Linked DNA regions of Sus scrofa: all the other regions are linked to region 2. A link is a contact called in public promoter capture Hi-C data. All regions are on one chromosome and are shown on one strand. The core of a region is the stretch at or near the end of the contact, and the rest is flanking DNA. Distances in the headings are between cores, read along the strand shown. Region 1 holds the start of ZFYVE9 (zinc finger FYVE domain-containing protein 9). Region 2 holds the start of SELRC1 (Sel1 repeat containing 1). Region 3 holds the start of KTI12 (protein KTI12 homolog).

What was found. Promoter capture Hi-C pulls out the DNA fragments that hold promoters and counts their contacts.
Region 1: a promoter capture Hi-C map of fetal skeletal muscle shows a contact between it and region 2, with 5 times the contacts expected there. The contact joins the promoter of ZFYVE9 here to the promoter of SELRC1 in region 2. A contact is called at or near these places in 3 of 5 promoter capture datasets (fetal liver, fetal skeletal muscle and liver) and 3 of 47 Hi-C or Micro-C datasets (fetal heart ventricle, fetal skeletal muscle and heart right ventricle).
Region 3: a promoter capture Hi-C map of liver shows a contact between it and region 2, with 3 times the contacts expected there. The contact joins the promoter of KTI12 here to the promoter of SELRC1 in region 2. A contact is called at or near these places in 2 of 5 promoter capture datasets (fetal liver and liver) and 1 of 47 Hi-C or Micro-C datasets (embryonic fibroblasts).

Annotation. Positions count from the first base shown.
Region 1 is chr6:160,073,018-160,076,272 of Sscrofa11.1, forward strand. It overlaps ZFYVE9 (zinc finger FYVE domain-containing protein 9), which reads right to left and starts at 1,458. Exons shown (of 18, transcript XM_021096648.1): 1 at 1,128-1,458. It also overlaps the pseudogene LOC110261408.
Region 2 is chr6:159,510,084-159,513,550 of Sscrofa11.1, forward strand. It overlaps SELRC1 (Sel1 repeat containing 1), which reads left to right and starts at 1,779. Exons shown (of 4, transcript NM_001243594.1): 1 at 1,779-1,956. The coding sequence starts at 1,851.
Region 3 is chr6:160,153,020-160,156,382 of Sscrofa11.1, forward strand. It overlaps KTI12 (protein KTI12 homolog), which reads left to right and starts at 1,895. Exons shown (of 1, transcript XM_021096660.1): 1 at 1,895-3,363. The coding sequence starts at 2,971. It overlaps TXNDC12 (thioredoxin domain-containing protein 12), which reads left to right. Exons shown (of 8, transcript XM_021096661.1): 3 at 240-300.

The DNA.
Region 1 (3,255 bases), core at 208-2,707, 560 kb after region 2:
AGCACAGTACTTCTCTGTACTTTTCAAATTTTCTACAATAAACATATATTTTCAGGATTATAAAAGTTTTATAAGTACTTAATAATCCTCCATACTTCACATACATTATAGGAAAACAAGAATAACCTGAACCACATTTATCATAAATACCCAAAGGGCTGACTTAATGGTATCAAACCGTGATCACCAACTTTTTTTTATATTAATACCAAAATAAATCACTTAATTACTAAAATCTAGAATATGTCCTATTTCCATCAGGTCTCTGTTACTGGGATAGTTAGCATGACTTTTTAAAATCCTCTTGTCATCCATCCTATGGATCTATTTAGGGGGACAATTTTGAACCACGGACTAAGGCATTACAATACTCACACTCTTACGGGGGGGAGGGGTGATGGGGGGAACAGACCTTTGTTTTTTTAAAAAAGATGTTTTTCTAATTTTGAGTATTATCTGGGAGACGTTAACATCTCAAAGCTGGAATGGGGCTTTCTCCGAGGCAGACCACGCTTAGAAGCAAAAGGTAACAGAAGCAGCAGAGATGAGCTGCCGGTAGGTGATGAAATTTCACCTCAAAGAAGACGCAAAAGGTTGTTTTCAAGCCAGTCGGATGGGTGAATGACACTCCAGGGAGTTCCAAGGGCTTCCAGGGCCCCGCGCTTTCCGCACCGGCTTTCTCACCCTCCCGCCCCCGACCCCCGGGACTCTTCGGGACTGAGCCTGGGGCGCGAGAAGCCCAGGCTGTTTGCAAACAGGCGTCCTCTGCCTCCCTCCGGGATGTACGTGCGGGGCCCAGGGTAAGAGGCTGCGCTCGGCCCGGGCCCGCGGCCAACCCGAAGGGTGCCAGGGACCCTGCCAGCCCCGCTCTCCACAGACGCGGCCGCCCCGGAGCCCAGGCCGGGGCAAGGGCTTCCCGGCGACGCGGGGCCTACTCGTCCCCCACGCGCCTCCAGCCCCCCGGGGGACGCGGGGAGGAAGGGCTGAGGCCCCCGAGCCTGGGTGGGGGAGGCGGCCGCAGCGGCAGGACGCCCCGTCCGCCCGGCCCGAGGTCTCGCCGCCAGGGCCCTCCCCGGGCGGCCAAAGGCCAGCGAGCCCGGGACCGCGCGACGCCGCGTCACACTCACCTCGAGCAGCGGCCGCCGCCGCCTCAGCATGGCCGGGGGGTCGTCCCTGAGCCCACAGCCTCCTCCGGAGGGCACCCGCCCGGCCCCAGGCGCCGCCGCCGCCGCCGCCGCGAAGCCTCCCACTCCTGAAGGGGCTGTGGTCGCCGCTGGTGCTGAGGCCCAGCGCCCGCCGAGCCTCATCGGGCTCCCGGGCCGCCGCAGCCACGCGGATCCCGCAGGAGCGCCGCTGAGCCGGGCGGGGGGTGCGAGGCTGCAGCGGGACGACCGAGGTGCTGCAGGCGGGGATCCTCGGCGAAGCCTCCAGCGTCGCCGTGGCCGCTCCTGCCGCCGGCGCCGCTGGGCCACAGCGCCCCCTGGACCCCACGCCCGGCTACGGCGCCGGGACTGCGGCGGCCGCCCGGGCACGAGCCGCAGGGAACGCGAGGGAGCGCGGCCTGGGGATGGCGGGGGCCCCGGGCTCCCTGCGTCGCCCTGGGGCCGCCGGACCGCCCCCGACGACGCCCCCCGGAAGCCCCTCGGTCCCCACCGACCTTAGTGGGTCTCCTCCCCACTCCCTAGGCCTCAGGCCATGAGCATCTTTACACCTTTTCCTTCTCTCCAGAAGGTACGTGAACGTTCCTCTCACTCGGACCTTCACCTGAGAGCAGGGATGTGAGGGGAATCTCCTGGATTTCACCTCTCGAGATTCAAGGGGTAGCCTTTGTAATCCGTTCAGTGCGTCTGGATGTAAGAAGGGTGACCCAGAATCAACCCCCCCCCCCACGCATCCTTTCCTGAAACAGATGAAGGAATTGTCTTTGACCTTAACTTTTTTTTGGATCTATTGGCAAATCATTTCAGGAATTCCCAACAGATACCAAACCCTTAACACCCAACCTCCCCCAAAATAGAACAAATTAATAATAATAAGACAAGCAAGAGAAGAAAATAAACGAGTTGTCCTGAAATTTATAAACAATCTAAAATTAAGAGAAAAACAATCCATATTCTAACACACTCCCCCACCCCCACCCCCACCCCCACTCCGCTCATCCATCCCCAGTCCCTTCCACATCCCAGGTAAGGCTCTAAAGGAAAGAAATTGTTATATTGTGGGGGCTGTGGAATCATTCTCTTTACAGGTACCCTATATTCGATCCCACTCAAACTCTAGGGTGAAAACATCAGAACCAAAAACAAAAGAAAGGCTCTCAGAGGGAAAAGAGGGAAAGAGAAATTGTTCAAATCCTCTGGTCCCCAGTTTTTCCAAATACATGATTTTATCATTAAGTATGTAGTAGAATGAGCAGGGTCTTTGGTGGCAGACAGATCCTGGCAGAGGCACCAATTCCAGCTCTGTTGTGTTTAATTTTATGATCCTGGGCAAGTTATATAATATTTAGGAACCTCGATTTTCTGATGCCTGCCTTGCTGATTGTTGCAAAGATTGGAGATAATTTTGCAAAGGAACTAGCCCATGGAAGTTACTCAATAAATGTTAGTTCCTATTACTGTTGATTCCGAAACACCCTCAGTCCTTAAATTCAAGATTTTTCTCATCTTTTTCTTTCAAAATCTGTGTGTGTGTGTGTGTGTTTTCCTATGGAAAGATGGGTGCATTAAAAAAAAATGGGTGCATTATTCTTCGTCATTCTTGGTCTGGGTAAAATTTCTTTAAATTTCACTAATGGACTTATATAACATCCCTCCACTGAAGAAGAATAGAGCCTAGTATACCTGATCCTATGACATTCTGTTGCATAGCAGATATCTGCAAAGAACCAATATATTCCTCTATATAAAAAAAAGAATTATAAGGCAATCTCACCTTACCTAAGGTTATGTCCTAATAATAATATATCTTAATGAGAAAATTATATAAGGTCTCTGGGAACTTTCAAATAATAATTGAGCAGCCACCTTAGAGAAAAATATAACCTAACAGCTCTCTTCCAATAAATGAAAGCTGTTCCTGTGTCTGCCTTCGCCACCTACTTCTGAGTCACATTACAAAAAAATCACTATCCCCTTTTTATAACAAGAGAAACTGGGGCTCAGAAGGAAGCTGTGATTCATCCGTGCAACAGTTCTAAGAATTAAGTACTATACTACCACCATCTTACATGTGAAATACATCCAATATAAGGAA
Region 2 (3,467 bases), core at 529-3,028:
TGAGCCGCATCTGCGACCTATACCACAGCTCATGGCAATGCCAGACCTCAACACACTGAACAAGGCCAGGGAACGAATCTGCAAACTCATGGGTCCTAGTCAGATTCGTTAACCACTGAGCCACAACAGGAACTCCCAGGACATGGATTCTGACTAAGATCTGTCTGCTCTCTGAAGCCAGTCATTTCCTACTACATTAGATCAGAATAGACCAAGTGGAGTGAACACTGAAGTGAGAGCATCTAAATCTATTTTAGGAGTGTATGGCTGTTGCGTCTGGGAAGACTTCACAGAGAAGATCTCTGATTTGGGAAGGGTAGTCCAAGTGTCAAGAGCACTAGTAAACAGACACAAATCTGGGACCTATCCAGAGAACAGAAAGTTGGGTGAGGTATGCGGGAGAAGAGGCAGGAGATAAGGCTAGAGTCAGATTGCACTTAGAGGGTCTTGGAGACCAGGCAAAGAGAGGTGATCTCAAAATCAAAGGTTGGGGCTTCTCTATATGAGAGATGTATTAAAGGATCTCCCAAGGTGATCAGGTGTCTAAGAAACCACTAGTAAATGTGGAATGACAACTGGAATGTGTTATCCTATGAAAGATGTGTTATGGACTTGAGTGTAAAATCATTTAAATCTTTAAAATAAAACTGGAATTTCGAAGACGTTTCCCAGGTTCAGCAAGCTACTCTCTAACAAGGACGTGGTTGGAAGTGGTCCATTCTCTGACGCCCTTAAGGATAGGTTAATAGTGGAGCCATTTGGAAGCAATGCTAGAGGTGCTGGGAAACCAAGGACTTGAGCTCCCCTCAGGGACATAGGCGAGGGCTGGCTGGGACTCAAAGAGAAATAGGAACTGACTGTCTTTGGAGAGCGTTCAGTCTAGGCTTTATGGAACTGATGATTCTAAGAAGAAAAAGCAAAAACCAGCTGAAATTCCTCTTTTCTTTCCCATATCCTTGACTTTTCCTTTTGTACTTCATTCTTTTATTCAAAAAATATTCATTGCACAGCAAATTTCGTATTTCCTGTGTGACCTTTGGACAATTTACTCTCTGTACCTCAGTTTCTTTCCTCATCAGCAGAATGGGGGGAATAACTCCTACCCACAATGAGTGCCTTCATGAGAATTAAATGAGGAAGCTCTTCAAATAGAATCTGAAACAAAGTTTAGCCCTGTTTAAGCATTAGCTATTATAACAGTATTATTACTGCTACTGTGATCCGGCTATCATCTTCCACAGCCATTCATTCCTTGGGTCACTCATGTTGGAGGCAGAAGGTGGGAATGGGAGGAAAAGAGAGATGAATCAGACTTTTCACTGCACTTGCAGCGACTTAAGAATATTGGTTTGTCCAGCTACAGCTGGCCCATAATGGGTGCTCAAAATACTTGCTGAATGGATAAACAAAAGCTTTCCTTCTAAACTGCAAGCCCTTTAATGGCAGGACCCATACTTCCTCGCTGTTGTATTACTAGCACCAAGCACTTGGTGAGGCATATGGTAGGCGCCTAGGCAACACCGAATTAACGAAAGAGCGGACAGATGGAGAGATAAATGACCAGAAGCGGAGAAGCATTAAAGCCACAAGACTGGCACAGTAAAGTGCTACAGAAAGACTGCTACCAGACCTGAGGAAAAGGTGAGACAGCCAAAGCCTAACAGCCAGAGAGCAGAGGAAAAGCTCAAGCTCCCGGCGCGCCGGGCTTTCAGGCCGCCGGAGGGAGCGGCGGACCTCGGCGGCAAGCCCCGCCCAAGCCCCGCCCCTCCGCCGCTCACGTGACCTGGGCGGGCGTACGGCGCGCGCCGGGGCAGAGCGGCGGGGTGATTTTGACTGACCGAGCGAGAGCCATGGCGGGCCTCGTGGACTTCCAGGACGAGGAGCAGGTGAAGTCCTTTCTGGAGAACATGGAGGTGGAGTGCAATTACCAGTGCTATCAGGAGAAGGACCCGGACGGTGAGCCCCGCCAGCACGGCCTAGGTTCACGTGGGGGCTCCGGACGCAGGGGCGGGAGTTGGACGGGTCACGTGAGGGATCTCTGAGGGGATCTGGAAGGGGTCACCGGCCGGGGACACGGGGTGTGTGGGACACAGACGGCCTTGTGGAGGGGCGGGGAGGGGTCGGTTGGCTTCCGCAAGGACTTGCTGGGCTCGCCGCGGGAGAATGCTCTGCCTGGAGGCCGGGCGGGAAGGAAAAGAAGCGTTTGGGCACGTGGAGGAGAGACCCTGGGGCTACGTCAGTGATCGGATAAAAAGCCGCGTCCTCAGGGAGCTTACATTCTAGTGGGGGTACTGGACAGTAAACACAGAGAAACACATGTGTAGCATATTAGAAATTAATAAGTGCAGTGGGAAAAGGAACTGGCTGAGAGGTACCAGAATTCAGGAAGGCAGTTTTAAATCGAGTGATTAGGGAGAATCATGAGAGTGACATTTGAACAAAGTGTAGAAGGTAAAGGAGATCCATGCCAGGCAGAGCTAGGCCCAATGAAAAGGCGCAGCGAGGTGAGTGTGCTCAGTGTGTTCTGGGAACATGAGTTGACTTCCCTGTGTGGGCGATGTGCAGGAGAGGTTGCCCAGAGCAGCCAGTACCTTTGGAGTGGTTTTCTTCTTCCTACTTTTTTTTGGGGGGAGGGGGGTGGCTCTTCTGTGGCACACCGAAGTTCCAGGGCCATGGGTTGTAACCAGAGCCACAGCGTGGCAGTGCTGGATCCTTAATCCACTGTGCCACCAGGGAACTCCTGCCTACTTTATTTTTATAAAAGAAAAAAAAAAAAAAAAAAGGCACTGGGCCTGTCTTCTAGTAGCTTGCAGTCTAGCTGCACGCTGTGGCATGAACCTGTAGTCCCAGGAGTTACTTGGGAGGCTGAGGCTGGAGGATCCCTTGAGCCCAGGAGTTCTGGGCTACAATGTGCCATGTGGATCAGATGTCCACACTAAGTTTGGGATCAATATGGTGACTTCCCAGGAATGGGAGACCACTGGGTTGCCTAAGGAGGAATGAACTGGCCCAGGTGGGACACAGAGCAGATCAAGACTCCCATGCTGATCAACAGCTTGGAGTCTAGCTTGAAGCTGACCAACTACACAGAGTTGCTCTGCAGTGTGATGGCTTAAATCTTAAGAAGCCAGGGTTGTTCAGTAAGGCTAGTTCATGTCCTAAGTGTAGAGAGAAGGAGAATTCACAGGAGTGGAGTCACTGAGGAGCAGAATGGTTGGGAAGACATCTGGAAAATGTTGGGAGGAATAGGCAAGTAGTGTTGATTTAACAGAGCAGAAGGAGAGAAAAAAATGCTGTTCTTGGGAAGGTTGAAGTTAGAATGTATTCAGAAATAAGATTAACGAGGAACCCTGGGACACGGTGCCAATGCCTGGGGTAAGGCGTTTAGACTTTATTCTGTAGGCAATGAATGGAGAGCCATATATGTTTTTGTACTCTGGAGATAAAGCAAGCAGTGAAGTAGGGAG
Region 3 (3,363 bases), core at 645-3,144, 640 kb after region 2:
TTTAAAAATTGTGAATTAGGCGATGTTACCCTCAATTTACAGGAATGAAAAGCAAGACTTGAGGTATGGGACTGTCTGTGGCCCCATACACCTAGAAAGTGGTGGAGTTGGGACTTAAACACCACACTGTAGACAAAGGATAACATTTTTTATGGGTATCTTGTGAACACGCCACACTTCTTTCTTGGGTCTTTGCCCTTTGTTAATGCGTGAATGTTTATAAGGCTTTTTCCTTCCAGGTTTTGGAGATCACATTCATTGGAGGACACTAGAAGATGGGAAGAAAGAAGCAGCTGCCAGGTACAAGATATGGTTTTAGGTTGTTTATATGGTAAATACCCTTTCCAGCCATCAGCTTCACGTTAATTTCAGGCAAAGGATTATGCCAGGCAGAGCAAGAATGGAGTAGTTGCCTGAATGACAATAATAATAGCTAACATTTATTAAGTGCTTATAACATACCAGGCATTGAATTATATGAATTAACTCATTTAATTCTCTCAACAACTCATTTGAGGTGGGTACTATTTCTTTCATTTTACAGATGAGAAAACTAAAGCACAGAGCAGTTAAATAACTTACCTAAGATCACACAGCTAATTTGATTCAGACCCAGGCACCCTGGCTTCAGAGCCTACACTTCACCAGTAAACCATGCTGCCTAATACTCCCAAGTTGAATGATCTTAAGTTCCATGTAGGTTTAATATATGCACAGAAAACTGATTTGATGGAGGAGGAAAAGGCAGAGCGGGGGAGGAAAGGCTAAACACTGATCTATGTGCTTTACATTCATTAATTTTTTTATCTTCAAAACCTGTGTATGAGGTTGGTTTAGCCTGTGAAATAAAAACCATTATTATTTCACAGGAGAGAAAACTGAGATACAGAATAGTCAAGTAACTTGACAGTAGTTTACATAGCTAGTAAGTGGCGAAGCCAAGACTTGAGCATACTCAGAGTTCCTCTTGTGGCTCAGCAGGTTATGAACCTGACTAGTATACATGAGGATGTGGGTTCAATCCCTGGCCTCACTCAGGGGTTAAGGATCTGCTGTTGCTGTGAGCTGTAGTATAGGTTGCAGATGCAGCTCAGATCCCACACTGCTGTGGCTGTGGCATAGGCTGGCCGCTGAAGCTCCAATTCGACCCCTGGTCTGGGAACATCTACATACTGTGGGTGCGGCCCTAAAAAGCAAAAAAAAAAAAAGACTTGAACATTCTACTCTACTGTATTGGAGAGATACAGAGACCCAATATATGTGCATTTTATACACACACACGTACTTGCACAGAAACACTCATATTTCTGTGTCTACCAAGCTAGAGTGCTTGCTTTTCTCAGAACAGAGCTTCATGGCTGAGTCTCATTACTTCTGCAGAAGTAAGGTTGCCAGATTTAGCAAGTAAAAGTAAAGGATGCCCAGTTACTGAATTTTAGGTAAGCAATAAGTAATTCTAATTATGCTCAAGCAATATTTGAGACATACTTGTTTGTTTTTTGTTTTTGTTTTTTGTCTTTTTGCTATTTCTTTGGGCCGCTCCCGCGGCATATGGAGGTTCCCAGGCTAGGGGTCGAATCAGAGCTGTAGCCACTGGCCTACACCAGAGCCACAGCAATGCCAGATCCAAGCCGAGTCTGAAACCTACACCACAGCTCAGGCAACACCGGATCGTTAACCCGCTGAGCAAGGGCAGGGACCAAACCCACAACCTCATGGTTCCTAGTCGGATTCATTAACCATTGCGCCACGACGGGAACTCCCACACTTGTTTTTATATATTGATTTTTTTTTTTTTTCTTTTTCTTTTGGCACCTCCACTGGGCATATGGAGTTCCCTGGCCAGTGATCAGATCTGCCTATGTGGCAGCTGCAACAACACTGGATTTTTTTTTTTTTTTTTTTTTTTTTTTTGGTCTTTTGTCTTTTTAGAGCCACACCGCAGCATATGGAGGTTCCCGGGCTAGGGGTTGAATCGGAGCTGTTGCTGCTGGCCTAAGCCAGAGCCACAGCAATGCCAGATTCACGCCGCATCTGTGACCTACACCACAGCTAACGGCAATGCCAGATCCTTAACCCACTGACCGAGGCCAGGGATTGAACCCTCAACCTTATGGTTCCTAGACAGATTCATTTCTGCTGAGCCACAATGGGAACTCCCTACATGAATCTTTTAACCCACTGTGCCAGGCATCCAGTCTGTGTCCTAGCACTGCAAATATGCTGCAAATCCCTGTTGCGCCACAGTGGTAACTCTGAGACATACTTATTTTTAAAACATTTTTTGTTGATTATCTGAAATACAGATTTAACTAGGTATCCTATACTTTATCTGGTAACCTTACCCAGAAGAAATAGGACTATTCCTAGGTAAAGTCTTCAGTAATATCTGTGGGCAGTTTGTTTTTCTCTTTTACACCTCAACCTACCTCTATCCATTAGCGTGTATATTATTCTGCTAGTAGGTACCTGATTTTTCCCATGCAGACCTTTGGCCTCCTATGGGGGAACTGTTTTATGTTCATTTCTAAATCCCCAATCATGAAGATGTTTAATGATTGAAGTGGTTATCGAAAAACAGTTACTGCGTGTACAGGCTGTAAGGAATGAAAGGGAATTAGCATTTGTGAACTGCCTTCTATGTGCTTAGTGCTAATGGTTTTGCAATATTTAATGCTCTTTAAGGCCCCATTGTAAATGGATGGACCTAGTCCTCGACCACTGAGAGATCACATTCTTCTGAGACTTGTAATATTTTATATAAATAACGGAAGCCATTCTAAGCTCCCTCTCCTTTCAGAGAGACCGGGACCTAGCTCTAGTTGGCCAGAATTCCTGTTTCCATAGCAACAAGAGGTCCTGTAAGAGTCGTGGGAGGCAGGAAGTGCAGTTTGCATTTCCGTTTTGCGTCGGAAACTCGGGCAACCCGGAAGTTGACGGCGCAATTGCACATGGCCGCCTCCTGGGACGATGCCCCTCGTGGTGTTTTGCGGACTGCCGTACACCGGCAAGAGCCGGCGCGCGGAAGAGCTCCGCCGCGCCCTGGCGGCCGAGGGCCGCGCGGTATACGTGGTGGACGAAGCGGCGGTGCTGGGCGCGGAGGACGCGACAGTGTACGGCGATTCGGCCCGTGAGAAGGCCTTGCGTGGGGCCCTGCGAGCTGCCGTGGAGCGGCGCTTGAGTCGCCACGACGTGGTCATTATCGACTCGCTTAACTACATCAAGGGCTTCCGCTACGAGCTGTATTGCCTGGCTCGGGCGGCGCGCACCACGCTGTGCGTGGTCTACTGCGTGCGGCCAGGTGGTTTGGGCAGAGGACCGCGGGTGGCCGGCGTAGAGGAGAATCGGAGCCTGAACGTCAGT